Regions from separate parts of the Mus musculus genome. Here all the other regions are linked to region 5. Evidence: chromatin contacts called from public promoter capture Hi-C data. All regions are on one chromosome and are shown on one strand. Each heading gives the region's core, a stretch centred on a gene start, on an enhancer-like site or on the middle of the called end of the contact. The rest is flanking DNA. Distances are from core to core; before and after follow the strand shown. Region 1 holds the start of 1700015C15Rik (a long non-coding RNA gene). Region 2 holds the start of Prxl2c (peroxiredoxin like 2C). Region 3 holds the start of Habp4 (hyaluronic acid binding protein 4). Region 4 holds the start of Adcy2 (adenylate cyclase 2). Region 5 holds the start of Mterf3 (mitochondrial transcription termination factor 3).

Evidence for each region. Promoter capture Hi-C pulls out the DNA fragments that hold promoters and counts their contacts. Capture Hi-C pulls out chosen DNA fragments and counts their contacts.
Region 1: a promoter capture Hi-C map of second pharyngeal arch cranial neural crest shows a contact between it and region 5. The contact joins the promoter of 1700015C15Rik here to the promoter of Mterf3 in region 5. A contact is called at or near these places in 4 of 39 promoter capture datasets (cranial neural crest, hippocampal neurons, pre-B cells and 1 more) and 1 of 115 datasets of contacts at active chromatin or transcription factors (astrocytes).
Region 2: a contact with region 5 is called in a promoter capture Hi-C map of adipose tissue, with 2.5 times the contacts expected there. The contact joins the promoter of Prxl2c here to the promoter of Mterf3 in region 5. A contact is called at or near these places in 3 of 39 promoter capture datasets (cranial neural crest, hippocampal neurons and pre-B cells) and 1 of 9 other capture datasets (adipose tissue).
Region 3: a promoter capture Hi-C map of pre-B cells shows a contact between it and region 5. The contact joins the promoter of Habp4 here to the promoter of Mterf3 in region 5. A contact is called at or near these places in 4 of 39 promoter capture datasets (cranial neural crest, frontonasal cranial neural crest, pre-B cells and 1 more), 1 of 484 Hi-C or Micro-C datasets (CD4 T cells) and 1 of 9 other capture datasets (adipose tissue).
Region 4: a promoter capture Hi-C map of liver shows a contact between it and region 5, with 2.9 times the contacts expected there. The contact joins the promoter of Adcy2 here to the promoter of Mterf3 in region 5. A contact is called at or near these places in 3 of 39 promoter capture datasets (cranial neural crest, frontonasal cranial neural crest and liver).

The regions. Positions count from the first base shown.
Region 1 is chr13:64,431,180-64,433,879 of GRCm38.p6, reverse strand. 1700015C15Rik (a long non-coding RNA gene) reads left to right here and starts at 1,444. Exons shown (of 3, transcript XR_873594.1): 1 at 1,444-1,526; 2 at 2,475-2,629. It overlaps Cdk20 (cyclin-dependent kinase 20), which reads right to left and starts at 1,327. Exons shown (of 8, transcript NM_053180.2): 1 at 1,210-1,327; 2 at 790-903. The coding sequence starts at 1,284.
Region 2 is chr13:64,311,430-64,314,129 of GRCm38.p6, reverse strand. It overlaps Prxl2c (peroxiredoxin like 2C), which reads left to right and starts at 1,420. Exons shown (of 6, transcript NM_025370.3): 1 at 1,420-1,637; 2 at 1,795-1,863. The coding sequence starts at 1,446.
Region 3 is chr13:64,160,533-64,163,232 of GRCm38.p6, reverse strand. It overlaps Habp4 (hyaluronic acid binding protein 4), which reads right to left and starts at 1,367. Exons shown (of 8, transcript NM_019986.3): 1 at 899-1,367. The coding sequence starts at 1,247.
Region 4 is chr13:68,998,168-69,000,867 of GRCm38.p6, reverse strand. Adcy2 (adenylate cyclase 2) reads left to right here and starts at 1,327. Exons shown (of 25, transcript NM_153534.2): 1 at 1,327-1,794. The coding sequence starts at 1,573. It overlaps Gm35161 (a long non-coding RNA gene), which reads right to left and starts at 1,323. Exons shown (of 5, transcript XR_873632.3): 1 at 203-1,323.
Region 5 is chr13:66,931,687-66,934,455 of GRCm38.p6, reverse strand. Mterf3 (mitochondrial transcription termination factor 3) reads left to right here and starts at 1,384. Exons shown (of 8, transcript NM_025547.4): 1 at 1,384-1,521. It overlaps Ptdss1 (phosphatidylserine synthase 1), which reads right to left and starts at 1,626. Exons shown (of 13, transcript NM_008959.3): 1 at 770-1,626. The coding sequence starts at 948.

The DNA of each region.
Region 1 (2,700 bases), core at 195-2,694, 2.5 Mb after region 5:
AGACCAATTCCTCAGTGTCACTAGTGCTGTGTACAGGCCAGAATTTTTAGGAGGCCCCAGGGGCATTCTGGCAGTGTCACTCAGCTGCAGACCCATGAGCTGATGATAAAAGCCAAGCATTCCCCTGTGCTTAACAAAGACCCTGAAGAGAAAGAAAGAAAGAAAGAAAGAAAGAAAGAAAGAAAGAAAGAAAGAAAGAAAGAAAGAAAGAAAGAAAGAAAGAAAGAAAGAAAGAAAGAAAGAGGGAGAGAGAGAGAAAGAGAGAGAAAGAGAAAGGAAGGAAGAAAGGAAGAAAGAAAGAGAGAAAAGCAGGGTGAACGGAGGGTGACCACACATGAAAGTCTTTAAGATATCCTTCAGAACAAAGTAGGGGCTCAACGGGTGCAAACTGCTGAGAAGTCAGCATGGTTAGGGGCATAATTTAATGGCCCAGCACCTGTCTAGCATAAGGAAGGTGGGAGAGCAGGTATAGGAAGGAAAGGAGAAAACAAAAAGAAACACACACAATAGTTAAAGGGGGGGGGATGCATAAACATATGAGCAATGGGTGTGTAAATGAGAGAGAATGGGAGGGTTAAGTACTCAGGTGAGAGTGGATCTGGGAGCATAAATAAGGAGTAAGCAGGAGGGGGCAGAATGGGGATTAGAAAGGACTCCTTTAAAGTGTATACTGGTGAGTAGAGAGGGATGGAAATGAATGAAAGTGGTCGAGAAGCTGCTGTCTTGGAACCTGCCACCGGTCTTGTTCACCCGAGCCCTGCATGACCACCTGAGCCCAGCCCCACTCACATATTGACTGTCCTCTATCTCCTGCAGAGCCTTGATTTCTCTGAGGGCCTGGTTAGGAATACCATCCTCCAGCCGCCGCAAGGCCACCTTCTTGAGGGCAACGATCTCGCCAGTCTGTGCAGGAAAGAGTGCCGACACTGCCAGAGACCTTTGGCAAGGTAGGGGCAGGGAGAGAACACCCCAGGAGCGAGACACCCCACAGAGACCCGCCCCTAAGTCGGGAAGATCTGAACCGACCGCCAGGGGTCGCGCTCCCGCAGTCCGGCCGCTGGAAGCGGGATCGCCACAGATGGGACCCCGCCAAGTATCCTAAAGAGACCTCTGAGGCGCGCCCGCGCGCGCTAGCAGATCTCTACACGGAAAGACTGCAGAGGGAGCGCAGTGGGCATCCCTCGGACTGCACGTGCGGCATGGTCTCACCTCTACGTGCTTGGCTTTGAAGACGATGCCGTGGGCGCCCTCCCCGATGCGACCGAGGATGCAATACTGGTCCATGTCGGCCCGCGGTGCCCAGATCCTACTCTACAGGGATCCAGCATAGGCTCCTGCAAGCGTTGCCTAGCAATAACGCGTCTAGCAGCTGCTCCGTAAAGCACGTGACCGGAAAGACCAGTGCTGAGCTCAGTCAGGAATCTGCATCCCCTCTAGGCAGCACCTTTCCGCAGCCTTCGGCAGTCACTCTATCGTAATCTAACGCTCCAGGACGTGGCCATAGCACCACGTGACAAGAAACGCTGGTGCGTGGGGCTGAGAGGGGCAGGGCTACGCATGTAAAGGGTGTGTTCATTCGCCCAGAGGCGGAGCCTCTGGTAGGGAGGTGGATCTGGTGGAAGACTTCCAGAAACCAGCAAGAGTATCAGGTGGCAGGCACTCACTCAGCCGCTCTCTACATTTAGGCCTCTTTGTAACTGACGCAAATCATTGTTGCAGACAAGCACAGAGCTGAGTCGTGGAGTGTCTTAGTTAGGATTTTACTGCTGTGAACAGACACCATGACCAAAGTAACTCTTATAAGGACAGCATTTAATTGGGACTGGCTTACATGTTCAAAAATTCATCCTTTGTTATCAAAGGAGGGAGCATGGAGCATCCAGGCAGGTATGTTGCAGGAGGAGCATATTCAACTGCAGGCTGCTCGGAGAAGACTCGCTTCCAGACAGCAAGAGTATTAAAACCCACTTCCACAGTGATACACCTACTCTAATAAGACCACACCTGCTAATAGTGCCACTTCCTAGCCCAAGCATATACAAACCATCACATGGAGAATCACTTGGGTCTTTGGTCCCCAAAGGGCATCATGAATCCAAGTACCTTTTTTAAAAAGCTTACTAGCACTGACGATAAAGCTCCTTTGGTGAGGTGCTTGCCTAGAGTGAACAAAAGCCTTTGGTTCGACTCCCTGTACCACCTATGTTGGTTGCTCTAAATCACATCTGCCGTCCCAGTACTTGACAGGGTCTTATTAATCTACACAGTGCGATGCATCCTGCTTAATAAGAGACCTTATCTCAAAATAGAGAGAGGTGTCCACAAGTATATGAGATGACGACCAGCACCCCTACTAATTAGGAAAAATGAAATCAAACCACAATAAGATATCTTACACCCTTTAGGATGATTACTATCAGGAACGTAGATGATAAACCTGATACAGTTGTTCTGACTATAACTCTTGTATCCAGCAGGCCAAGACGAAGAGAATCTCAAGTACGAAGCCAGTATGGACAAGGTTACCTGCTAACATGGTAAAGCTGTGGAGAAATCAAGACAGAAGAGAGGGGAGAAGAACCTACACTAACGTGGGAAGGCAAGGATGCCAAGAAATTACCACTTTTGTGTGCGTTTGTTAAAAAGTGTTTCAGGGGTGGTTGCTCACTCCCTACAATCCCAATACTAGAGAGACTAGGA
Region 2 (2,700 bases), core at 171-2,670, 2.6 Mb after region 5:
AGAGGAATACAGAGCTGACTGAAGTAAAAATGCAAAATTTGTTACCGAGATCAAAGGTTGACTCAAATAGAACCCACCTACAGGATAGAAGCCTTAACTGTGTTAGGAATTCTTTCTTGTATGCACTCTTTGTGCGTGCTTTATTTGTTTCTGTGGTCTCCTTTGAAGAAACAGGCATAGAAGGGACTTACTGCTCTGCCTACAATGACTGGTCCTGATTACTGAGGAGAACAGGGGACTAAGGAAGTGTCTGGAAAACAGGCTGTCCCATAGAATGTTTAAAGACAATGGAAATGAGTTTGGTCACTGTATCGGGTAAAGACCCACAACCAGCTGAAGTGGCTTCTCTGGGAAAAGGGAATACAGAATGGGAAATGTAAGGCGGTGATTACAAATGCCAGGTGCTGGGCCTGGGAGATGGCACTGTAGATAAATGCACTTGCCATGAGTTCAATATTTGGGATCCACACGATGGAAGCAGAGAGCCAACTTCCAAAAGTCCTTCGACTTCCACACACAAGAGGAACTTGTATATACCCACAAAGAGACAACACACACACACACAAAATAAATAAAATGTAATTTAAGTTTTATTTGTTATTTTTTTTTTTTTTGAGACAGGGTTTCTCTGTGTAGTCCTGGCTGTCCTAGACCTGTCTTGTAGACCAGGCTGGCTTCGAATTCAGCCATCTGCCTGCTTCTGCCTCCCAAGTGCTGGAATTAAAGCGTGCACCACCACAGCCTCAGCTATTAATCTAAAAATTTTAATGAACTGTTATTTTTAATTTCTTCCTCCCCACCCACTCCTCCTCTGTCTCTCTCTCTCCATTCCTCTGTCACTCTTTCTGTGTGAGTGCAGATGCCTGCAGAATCCCCAAGAAAGTGTCAAGAGTTACAGGCAGTTATGAACATTTGATGTGGGAACTGAGAATCTAACTTGGGTCCTCTTTCAGAGCAGTAGGCACTCTGAACAGTGCCTACTGTGGGTGCCAGAGTATCAGATACCCTGAGACTAGAGTTGTGAGCTGCTATGTGGATGCTGGAAACTGAACCCCCTGGTTCTCTACCAGATAAGCCAGGGCTGTTAACCCCTGATCTATCTTTCCAGTCCTTCTTCAGCATTTCCTGTGTTACGACTGTAAAGAATATGATTTTTATTGGAAAGTGTTGTAGGCAGTAGAAAGAGGGAGTGCCTCAGCCGCACCTCCCATAGCACTGTCCCCTCCCTTGGTATTCAAACTGGAAGAACGGTTTGGAGTGTTTTCCTTCTGTAGCTCCGTAGCGTCCCTTGTGGCCACGCCTCCGAAGGGTCGGCCCCGCGTGGCCCCGCCTCCAGTCCCCTCCTCACCCTCGTGACCCCGCCTTTCCAGTCTCAGCCCCGCCCCTCCCCCTTAACCCCGCCCCCCGCGGTCGGTGGCTGACCTGAGCGGTCGCCCTCCTCCGCGATGGCCGCGCCGGTGACGCGGCAGGTCAGCGGCTGCGCAGGCCGGGTCCCGAGCCCGGCTGGCTCGGTCACAGAGCGCGGGCAGCCGCTAGCGGCCGCCGTAGCGGAGCTGCCCGTGCTGGACGCGTCTGGGAGACGGGTGACGTTCGGAGCGCTGTTCCGAGAGCGGCGAGCCGTGGTGGTGTTTGTGAGGGTGAGCACGGGTAGGGCGGGAGGGGAAGTGCCTCTCGTTGGCCGCCCAGATCCTGGGCCGCGGCGGGTGCAGCACCTCGCCTGGAACCGACCGCCCGGACCTTCTGGAACCTGGCTGCTACCTTGTTGACGTGCTCTTCTGCATGGTTGCCTTTCAGCATTTCTTGTGTTACGTCTGTAAAGAATATGTCGAAGATCTGGCCAAAATCCCCAAGAGCGTCCTCCGAGTAAGTTTCCCGAGTGAGCAACAGCGGCCGATGCAGTGGGGGTGAGCTGTGGGTGGGTGGCCCCTCCTTCATCCTCTGGGGCTGCTGAGACCCACGGGGGTCTATTTCTGTCCTAATGCGCTCTTTTGCGCCCTCTTGGGATCGGACTACCATAATTTTACCTGGTAAAAATGCCTGTGTCAAAATGTTGCGTAAGAACGCAAAAAATCAAAACACAGACAGCAACTGTGTTTACAACCCAAATAGTAATCCATTATAGGAAAATGTAACGTATATTAAAAGTGCAGCTTTGCGTTTTTCTTCAGTCGCCAGAAGAGCTTTGTAACTGAAGACACTGGGCATTTGTAAAACTAAGATCTATTTTCAGCACACATTTACAGGATGAGTGAGGAAAAAATTAAAAACTTCTGCCTGCCCTTCTATTCCTTTTGTTTATAATACACTGAAGCATCTTTGCGTTGTAAACATTTTTAATATTGTTGGCATAAGTTACTCAGCATAAAGAGAAATGGGTCTCGTGATATTTTCATACATGCCTATTCTGTTATTATATGTGGTCACCCCTTCTTGCTGCTTCCCTCCTCCAGAGCCACACTGGTCATCTTTGTCTTCTTAATATTCCTTTACCCTCTCATTCCCTCATGCATCTAGACCTCATCCTCACAACACCCTTTCTACTCTACATAAATATGTGCATATAAACTTAAGCCTAGTTCTGCATGTGAGAGAAAACAATACTATATTTGTCTGTCTGTGGCTTGTTTGACTTGGCATAATGTCCATTTCCACTCATTTCCTGCAGTTCATAAACATTACCTCATTCTTCATAACTGATTA
Region 3 (2,700 bases), core at 118-2,617, 2.8 Mb after region 5:
AAAAAACAGTATTCAATCAATCACAAATAACAAGTCCCACATACACTATTTGTTCCACCTGCAATCGATGTCAGCTAACACCTAGAGGCTACCATATGAGGATGGAGAAAAGAGCTAAGGCGCAGAGGAGCCGGAACCTCAAGCCCACCCCAACTCACCCTGGGCTCAAGTCTGCCTTCCGGGGGCTCCCACACGTAAGGGTACCCAGGCCTCCCAGGATTTCGAGGCCCAGAATCTGGGATCCCTGAAGGTTTCAGCAGTGCATCGCCTACAGAGCTGAGTCCCGCAGAGGCCGGGAGGGAAGATGAAGGATGCAGCCAGCTGCAGATGTGAGAATCCCAGCTGCGCAACTCTCAGGCTGTCAGTCCCAGCTCCTCCACGAAACCAGGAATGTCAGGAGGGTGACCCCGGAAGAGTCATACTATGCCTTTTTGCCCATCAAGAACCTCCAGCTCGGCCCACCCGTAACGGATGGATAGGGACGACCCCCAGCCCCGGAGAGAGGGTGATTCCCAACCCCTCGTGGATTGGGACCCAGGGAGAATGACCAAAGGCCCTCTGTCCACCAAGATTCACGGCTCTGCTCACTGTCCCCCATCTGGGATGAGCCCACCGAGAGTGAAACCCTGACCCTTCCACTGAGATAGGGTGACCAGGGAAAATGACCACCCAGGAGGATGGCCCTGGAGGGTCATGATCCCTCAAAAGTGGCTCCCTAGAGTGATCCCTGGAAACGTGACCCCGAGAGGATTATTATCTTCAAGGGTGGCCCCTGAAAGGATGACCCCGGGTCCTGCGCCCATAAGGACTCCCAGCTCTGATCCGCCCACGCGTCCGGGATCGGTCCCCGCGACTGGAGCTAGCGGCTGCAGGGGTGACCTCGGTGCCCACGGCGTACCTGGCGGCTGCGGGCCCCCAGGGCTGTCTGGCTGCTGTGCGCCGGACGCCGCGAGGCTCTTGCGCTCCTTCTGCGACTCCCTGCGGCCGCCTGCGCCAGGCCTGTGTCCTGAGGCCACAGCCGGGCTCCTGCCGCCACGGTGCCCGGCCCCGCTGGCCGCCGCCGCCGCCTCATCGCGACGCTTGCGCTGCAGCTGCTGCTGGCGCCGGTGCTCGGCCTCCCGCAGGATGTCGAACGGGTCCGACTCGTCGTCCAGCAGCTGATGGAAGCGGTTGGCCACGACGCAGCCGAACGTCTCCTGCATCGCGGCGCCCGCGGCGGCTACAGGGCTCCCCAGGGCCCCCTTCATGACGCCGCCGCTGCGGGCGCCGCGGGCAGCCCAGGCCAGTGAGGTTCAGCGAAGCCGCGGGCGAGGACCCATGCTGCTGCTGCTGCTGCCGCCGCCGCCGCCGCCGCCGCCGCACTCTCGGCCCCGCGGTCGGCTCCTCCCGGCCTGCGCGCCCCAGCCAATGAGCGCTGGTGGACACGCCCTTCGGCCCCGGGGCGCACGAAGACCCAATGGGAGACCGGTGTCTGTGACGTCACGCCCCACTTTATCCCCTCCCACTCTATAGCCTGTGGGCGTGGTGGTATGGGGCTTGGGCGGAGCTACCACCAGAAACTCAGGGAGGCTGCAAGCCTTCTCTCGCCGGTGTGCGCCAGTGGGGAGCCTGGTTGCACACCGCCACACTTCACCAAAATGACCTAGTCAAGAGCCTTTAAGGGCTTGCGTGTCTGGGGGAGAGCTGTAAACTGAGGGAAAGTGCCTAGAGGAGAGGCAGCGTCCTCAGCTGGGTGCTGACCCATTCAAGAAGCCTGGAGAGACTTGCGTTTCAAGAGGTGTGACAGGAACAAGAGACCAAAACAACCCATTCAAGTGCAAAGAAACAACCCCAGACCCACTGTGATGTTGTGATGAGTGCGGGAGCGGACAGGGTGAGGTTTAGATAGCGGTTGTTTTTCTTTTGAGACATTCAGTTAAGGCCTGGCTTCTGGGGAATGAAACTCCAAATTAGATGTCATGCTTGCTGGCGAGTGCCTTTGCTCTCTGAGCCATCACTCTCCTGAAAATTAATTTTGTAAGTTAGCATTCAAAGTAATGGTTCTTATGGTATGTTTGTGTGTTTATATGTGTGTGTATATATACATGTTTATGTCATTACACTTTGTTCAAAACTGTCTCCACATTGCCCTTCTCCATGATGCCATCCCTGCCTGCTGGTTCCCTCCCTATCACAAGCAGTTTTACTTCATAGAACATATGTTTTACTTCATAGAACATGTGAAAGGAATAATTAAATACAGGTGTTAAAAAAGGTCTGAGTTTTACTGTTGTCCAACTTCTCTGTGCAAAGAAATCAAAAGTGATTTTTGTCTCAAATTGTAATTTCCTGGGCTTGCCATTCAGGGACCTCAGGGGTTCTCAGTAAATTGTCAGATGGCTAGAGATTTTAAGATAGGTGGCCACTTCTTTCTTTGAATTAAAGATTAGAGCCTGTATTTTTCTAGCCAAAATTGGAAATAGGTATTCAGATGAAAACTCGTATTATTCTCAGAGGTGCTATTCACAATAGCCGGGAGGAAGAAGCAGTCCAAATGCCCATTAACTGGGTGATGGATGAATAAGATGTGCTACAACAGAAGCTAGGATGGGGTGGGGGGAGGGCAGAAAAAGAACAAGTGTTAGCACACACTACAAAACAGGTGAACCTTGGACCATTGTGTGAAGAAAGCTTAGATGATGTCAGGGATAGGGATAGTTT
Region 4 (2,700 bases), core at 78-2,577, 2.1 Mb before region 5:
GACTGGGTGAGGAAAGCTGGGATGTCCTGGATTTCAAGTCAACTCTCCCATTAACTCCATCCTTGCCCTCTATCGAGGTTGAGAACACAGCTGTGTCTTCACTCTCTGGGTCCAAAAATAAAATCCCTGGAAATCCCTGGGTCTGAGACTCTGTGCATGGCCTAGGTCCAGCATTTGAGAGTCACACAGTTATTCAGCTTACCTGTTCATGCTGGCTGGCTTGCAACTCAGGTAGGCAGGCTGCTGTCAGGGAACATGCAAAGGTCTAAGGCAGTTCCGGGCTGACAGAGAATGTGGAATAGCTCTTGAGGCGGTGTTGTGTTTTGGACTCCTTAGAAAATGATTTGGGGGAGAAAAATGGCTTGTGGGTTCTTTGGATGGAAGGACAGGAAAATAGGAACCTTCTAGAAGCAGTCTTTTGAAGGTCAGTGGTTAGTCCTGTCATCTAGAAAGAACAAAGGTTGAGGTCACAACCACGAAATGCCTGCCCAGCCTGTCCACGAGGATCTAGCTAGGTCTGTCATGCTTCGTGCATTTGGTCCCCGAGAGTGTCAAGCGGCATGGGATGAGTGATTCCCAAGCCAACCTTGCCCACAGAGGATGATTCTCATTCCTTGCTCCAACTTCTGTGCCATCCCTGTCTGACTGAAAGGGTTCTGGGGAGATCTGCGATGCCAAACACAGAGGTCCATAGGGTACTTCTAAGGCGCGGAGAGCAAAGGCAGAGAAAAGGAGAGGCCCGCTGCCTGAGGACCACAGGTGTCTCCAGTCACTGTGTAATTGAGTTCGTGGGGGCCATTCTTTCAAAAGGACTCCCACAAGTCCTGGAGGGTCCTAACTCCTGCTCTGTACTGGGAGTCAAATTACAATAGAGAAAGTGAGAAAGAAGCCACATTTTGCTAAGTAGGCATACTAAAGAGGGGTGGTCAGGGATATGGGACCCCCTCTCCAGGCTGGGGGGTATTAAAGCATGGCAGCCTTTTACACTGCTGCCTTGTGAGATCATGGAGAGGCAGTGGGGACTCTGGCAGTCAGGTGGGAGACTCCAGGAGCCCAACAGTAGCCCTCAGGCTGTTCTCTGCTGTAGTGGAGAACAAGGCTGAAGCCCCAATCTGCCTGGCTGGAGTCCAAAAGCGAGAGGAGGAGGCGCCCCACTGTGCAGCCTGCGACAGGCTGGAGGGCAAGGACTCGGTCTGAAGCTTTCTCTGGAGCCCAGCCTGGCCGTCGGGGGGCGGTGGTGGGCGCGGGCCGGCGCCGCCCCTGCGCGGAGGCCGGTGCGCTGCGCGCGGGGTGGGGCGAGGCGGGCCGAGGGGCCGGGTGGCTCCCGCCCTCGCGAGCGGTGGTGGCGGCGGCGGCGCCCGGGAGCTGCCCTGAGGCCGCCCCCGGCCCCCGCCCGCGCGTCAGCGCGCCCAGCCCGGGGCTCCGAGCTCCGCCCGCGCCCGAGGCCCCTGAGCACAGCTCCGGGCGGGCAGCCGGCGGGTCGCGAAGCGCGGGGGCGGCAGGCGGTAGGTGACCACAGAGCGGCGCTGCCCGGGCAGGGCGCGCACAGCGGGCGCCCCGCGAGCCGCCCCGATGTGGCAGGAGGCGATGCGGCGGCGCCGCTACCTGCGGGACCGCGCCGAGGCGGCGGCAGCAGCGGCGGCGGGCGGCGGCGAGGGGCTGCAGCGGTCCCGGGACTGGCTCTACGAGTCCTACTACTGCATGAGCCAGCAGCACCCTCTCATCGTCTTCCTGCTGCTCATCGTCATGGGCGCCTGCCTCGCCCTGCTCGCCGTCTTCTTCGCGCTCGGGCTGGTGAGTGGCCTCCCCGTGGCTCCGAGGGGACCGCGCAGGCGACCGTGTCCCGCCCCAGGCTGCTCCTCACCCCTGTGCCCTGCCCGAGGCCGGCCTGGCTAGGGCGAGAGCTGTGGACAGAGGAAAAGTTTCCTTGGAAGGCTTTGCCCAAAATAAAGTTGCCAGGGCTTGCTCCAGGTGGACGGGCAGGGCGTGTGGGTTCAGCATCTCTGCGCCCCGTGGCCAACTCTGCGCTTTCTCCCGGCGCCGCTGCCCGCAGCAGAGGCAGTCCTCAGGCTTCCTTGGCGCGCTAGCTGCCTCCCATCCCTGTCCGCGGAACGCCCCCGGCTCTCCTCTCTGAGTTTGGTCTGGGCATCATTTAACTCTTAAAAAACAAGGTGCTTTGGGAAAGCAGTTCATGACAGCGAAAATGAAAACCAGATAATGTTGTGCATCTTGGCTTTTGAATCTTTTCGTGTTTAGCCATGTAGAGAGAAAGTGATGGAGTGTTGAGCAGATGCCCAAGCCTCATCTCCAGAGACTATAAGTGAGCTAAAAATGGAAGGGACCCTCGCTGCTTTCCCCTTTTTAGAGAAGTGCAGGACTCGATCATGGTTCCCTGCTGATGGTTAAAGCATGTTTTCACGGCTAGAAGCATTAACGCAGCTCAATAGCTGATGTCAGTTTTTCTGGTTCATAATTTTCAGTCAGGAATCTCAGGCTGGCTCCCTGGAGCCCTGTAAGGAAATCTGTAGATGGCGGTAACTTCCTCTTAGCGCTCCCTTCTCTTCAGTGTGGTTCAAACTTTTCCCCCTGACCATGATTTGCCTGTGCAGACTGTCTTGTCCGAGGCCTGGATCAGCTCGTGAGTTGTGTGGTTAGAGGATAATGCGGGATGTTTCTGCTGAACGGTGTTCCCAGAGCTTA
Region 5 (2,769 bases), core at 135-2,634:
CTGCTTGCCACTATCCCCTTTCAGCCAGTATTTTAGAGATGCATGAGAGGGCAGGATGTGCCCCTTGTGGTCAGCGGTAGCCTATAGAGTACAGTACATTGGAAATGATGGGTATTGGCTTGTGCTTCATGGGAGGCATCCACTGGGATGTGTGTCAACAGCGACTGCTGATGCTGTGGCATTGAGGTGGTGTTTGAGACTGGGAGAAGAGTTACATTAGATGACTTTGGGAAATGTATATAAAAGGAAAAACAGTGTGGTGCACCTCACATGTACATTTGTGTGTGTGCCTGGTAATACTGAATGCCAGAGGATTTTTCTGTGTATGGTGTGTGTTTTATGTGTGTAGTGTGAGTTGAAGGAGGTTCAATCATGAAATGGTTCATGCCATTTGCTGGAGACAGACCACGGATGAGTGGTTAGAGATCAGAGCCTTCTGATAGTGACAGAGAACGATACAGAGCAAGGGGTGTGGATCACCCAGCTAGGTGACCTGCATGAGTTCCTGGTGTGGTCCGACGTAGTGAATGAGAAAGATGGGATTTGGACATGAGGGGTGGCAGGTGGAAAAGTAGGCGGAGAGGACTGTAAGCCACGCGGTAGGCAGAGGAGCTGTGTGGCCCTTGTGTCCCCGAGCTTGCACGCGTGGAACAGCTACTCACTTCCTTACCACCAGCCACACCTGGCCACCCTCCCCTCTACTGCTTCTCGGTCTGTCGTCTCTGTCCTCCTCTCCCCGGCGCTCCGCGCGACTCCAGGCCAGACTTACCTGGTGAAGGCGAAGTACATGAGGCTGATGATGGTGAAGCTGAGCAGGGTGATGGTGTGCGGCCGGTAGAAGAAGTCTATGGTGATGTCCTCCACTTGCTGCTCGTTGATCATGCGGAAATGCATCCTGTAGTTCACATCATCCTTGCTCAGAGTCCTGCTCCCCACGCAGGACGCCATAGTTCTTCTCCCCGTCCTGCCGCGGCCCCGGAGGCCCCGGCCCTAGAAGGCTGGGACCCCGGCAGCGACGGACCGCAGCAGCGAAGGTGCCTGACGCTGGGGCGGGGTCTGGCACCCTGAGAAGGGTGCTAGCCCAGGGAAGGACCCGCGCGCGAGGGCGGGGTCGCGGCGCCACCACCGCGTCCCGGAGCAGGGGGAGAAGGCAGCCTGAAGAAGCAGCCTAGTAGGGCGACATCGTAGAGCTCTCACCCTCCCCACATTACGGCGGAGTGACTGATCCTGGGAACGCGGCGACCAGCTCCAGGGCCTGCAAACCCCAGGCCAGCTCTGTCCCGGTCCCCCGCGGCGTCCCTTCCCGCGCCGCCGCAGATGGTCTCGCCCATTCGCAGCGCAGCCCACGTGGGGGGCGGTGCCGGCCTAGCGTGGCGAATCGCCGGCTTGCGAAGCTACGGTGCACCGTATCCCCGGCGTAGGTTGCACGGTCGCTGTGAAGCAGGAGCGCGAGACCGCCGCCCGGCCGGATTACTGTCCGGCCTACCTGTACCCAGCAGCGTCCGGGAGCCTCGCGGCTTGGTAGGTATCGGTGACCCGGAGAGGAGGTTCGGGCTCGATCGGTCGGTACCTAAACCTTGTGGTGGCAACGTCGCCGGGCTTGTTCATCAGCTTCAGACTAAGGCCCCGAGGATGTCCCGGCTTCCTGCGGAAGTCCTTCCCGGATAAAGCCGGTTGGTTAAAGAGTCTAAGGACTGCGGCTGCGCTGCCCAGAGGCCCTTTATTACGAAGTGCATCTTTCATCATCGGAGCTCGGGATTAGTTGTAAAGATTTTGAACCTAGAAAAGCCTGTTTCGGCTCTTGTTCCTATTCCTAACAACAAAACAAGAGTGCCCGGTAACCGCTGAGAGCTGGCGTACCCTACTAATGAACTTGAGAGATTTTAAGGATTTTTTTTTTTCTTTTGCCCTCTTAATGTACATACCGTAAGGCGTTATTCACGAGTGCACATCTTTACTCGTTTCTGAGTCCTTTGTGTCTTTATTTGTCCTGGACTCACTTCCACTCAACAAACTGGAACCCTCCAAACCTCTAGCTTGGTGCTGAAAAGACCCTGGGAAGGTGGGTCTCGAGAGGGGGCGGGACTGTGCTGTCCTTCTGCACAGACTATCAATCATTGACATTGCTGAGACAGCAAATTTATGTGAAAAGGAGTGCACTGGCAAGTAAAAGTGGAGGGTGAACATTATTAGTCTTTAGCACTCAGATCTTTGAATGCAAATAGAATTTAACAGAGTCTACTAAATGTGGAAAGGGTATTGAATTTGATTCTGGACAGACTCTAGAATGAAATTGGGGTTCTGGGAGCTGGTTTGTAAGTACCCTAGAGCCCTTATTGTAATCCCCAACATTATAAAAAGTACTTTGATGCTGAGAGTGGACCAGTGTTTTTTTCTAGAATAGCATACGTAAAAGCATGTGGAGAATAGTGTCTGAACCTCCATCATCGTGGGCTACAGTGACATATCCAGTCTTGACTGTCAGGACCCCCACTTGTAGATTGGACCTGCCTGGCTGTGCTGAAGTTTCTCTCGAAGCTTGGTCTTGTCTAGGTGGCACAACTTAGTTCCTACTTTAACTATTTTGGAGATGAGAGGGAGTTTGAGGGGAAAATTGGCAGGCTTGGAAGCCCCTTTCCAACTAAAGTTTAGCAAAAATTGCCTATTCCACAAGGTTATTGCCAACACCGCCTTCCTATACCACTTCAGAAGGAAAGATTTGCCCTTGTATTATTCTTAGCAAGCATCCCCCAACTATAACAAGAGATT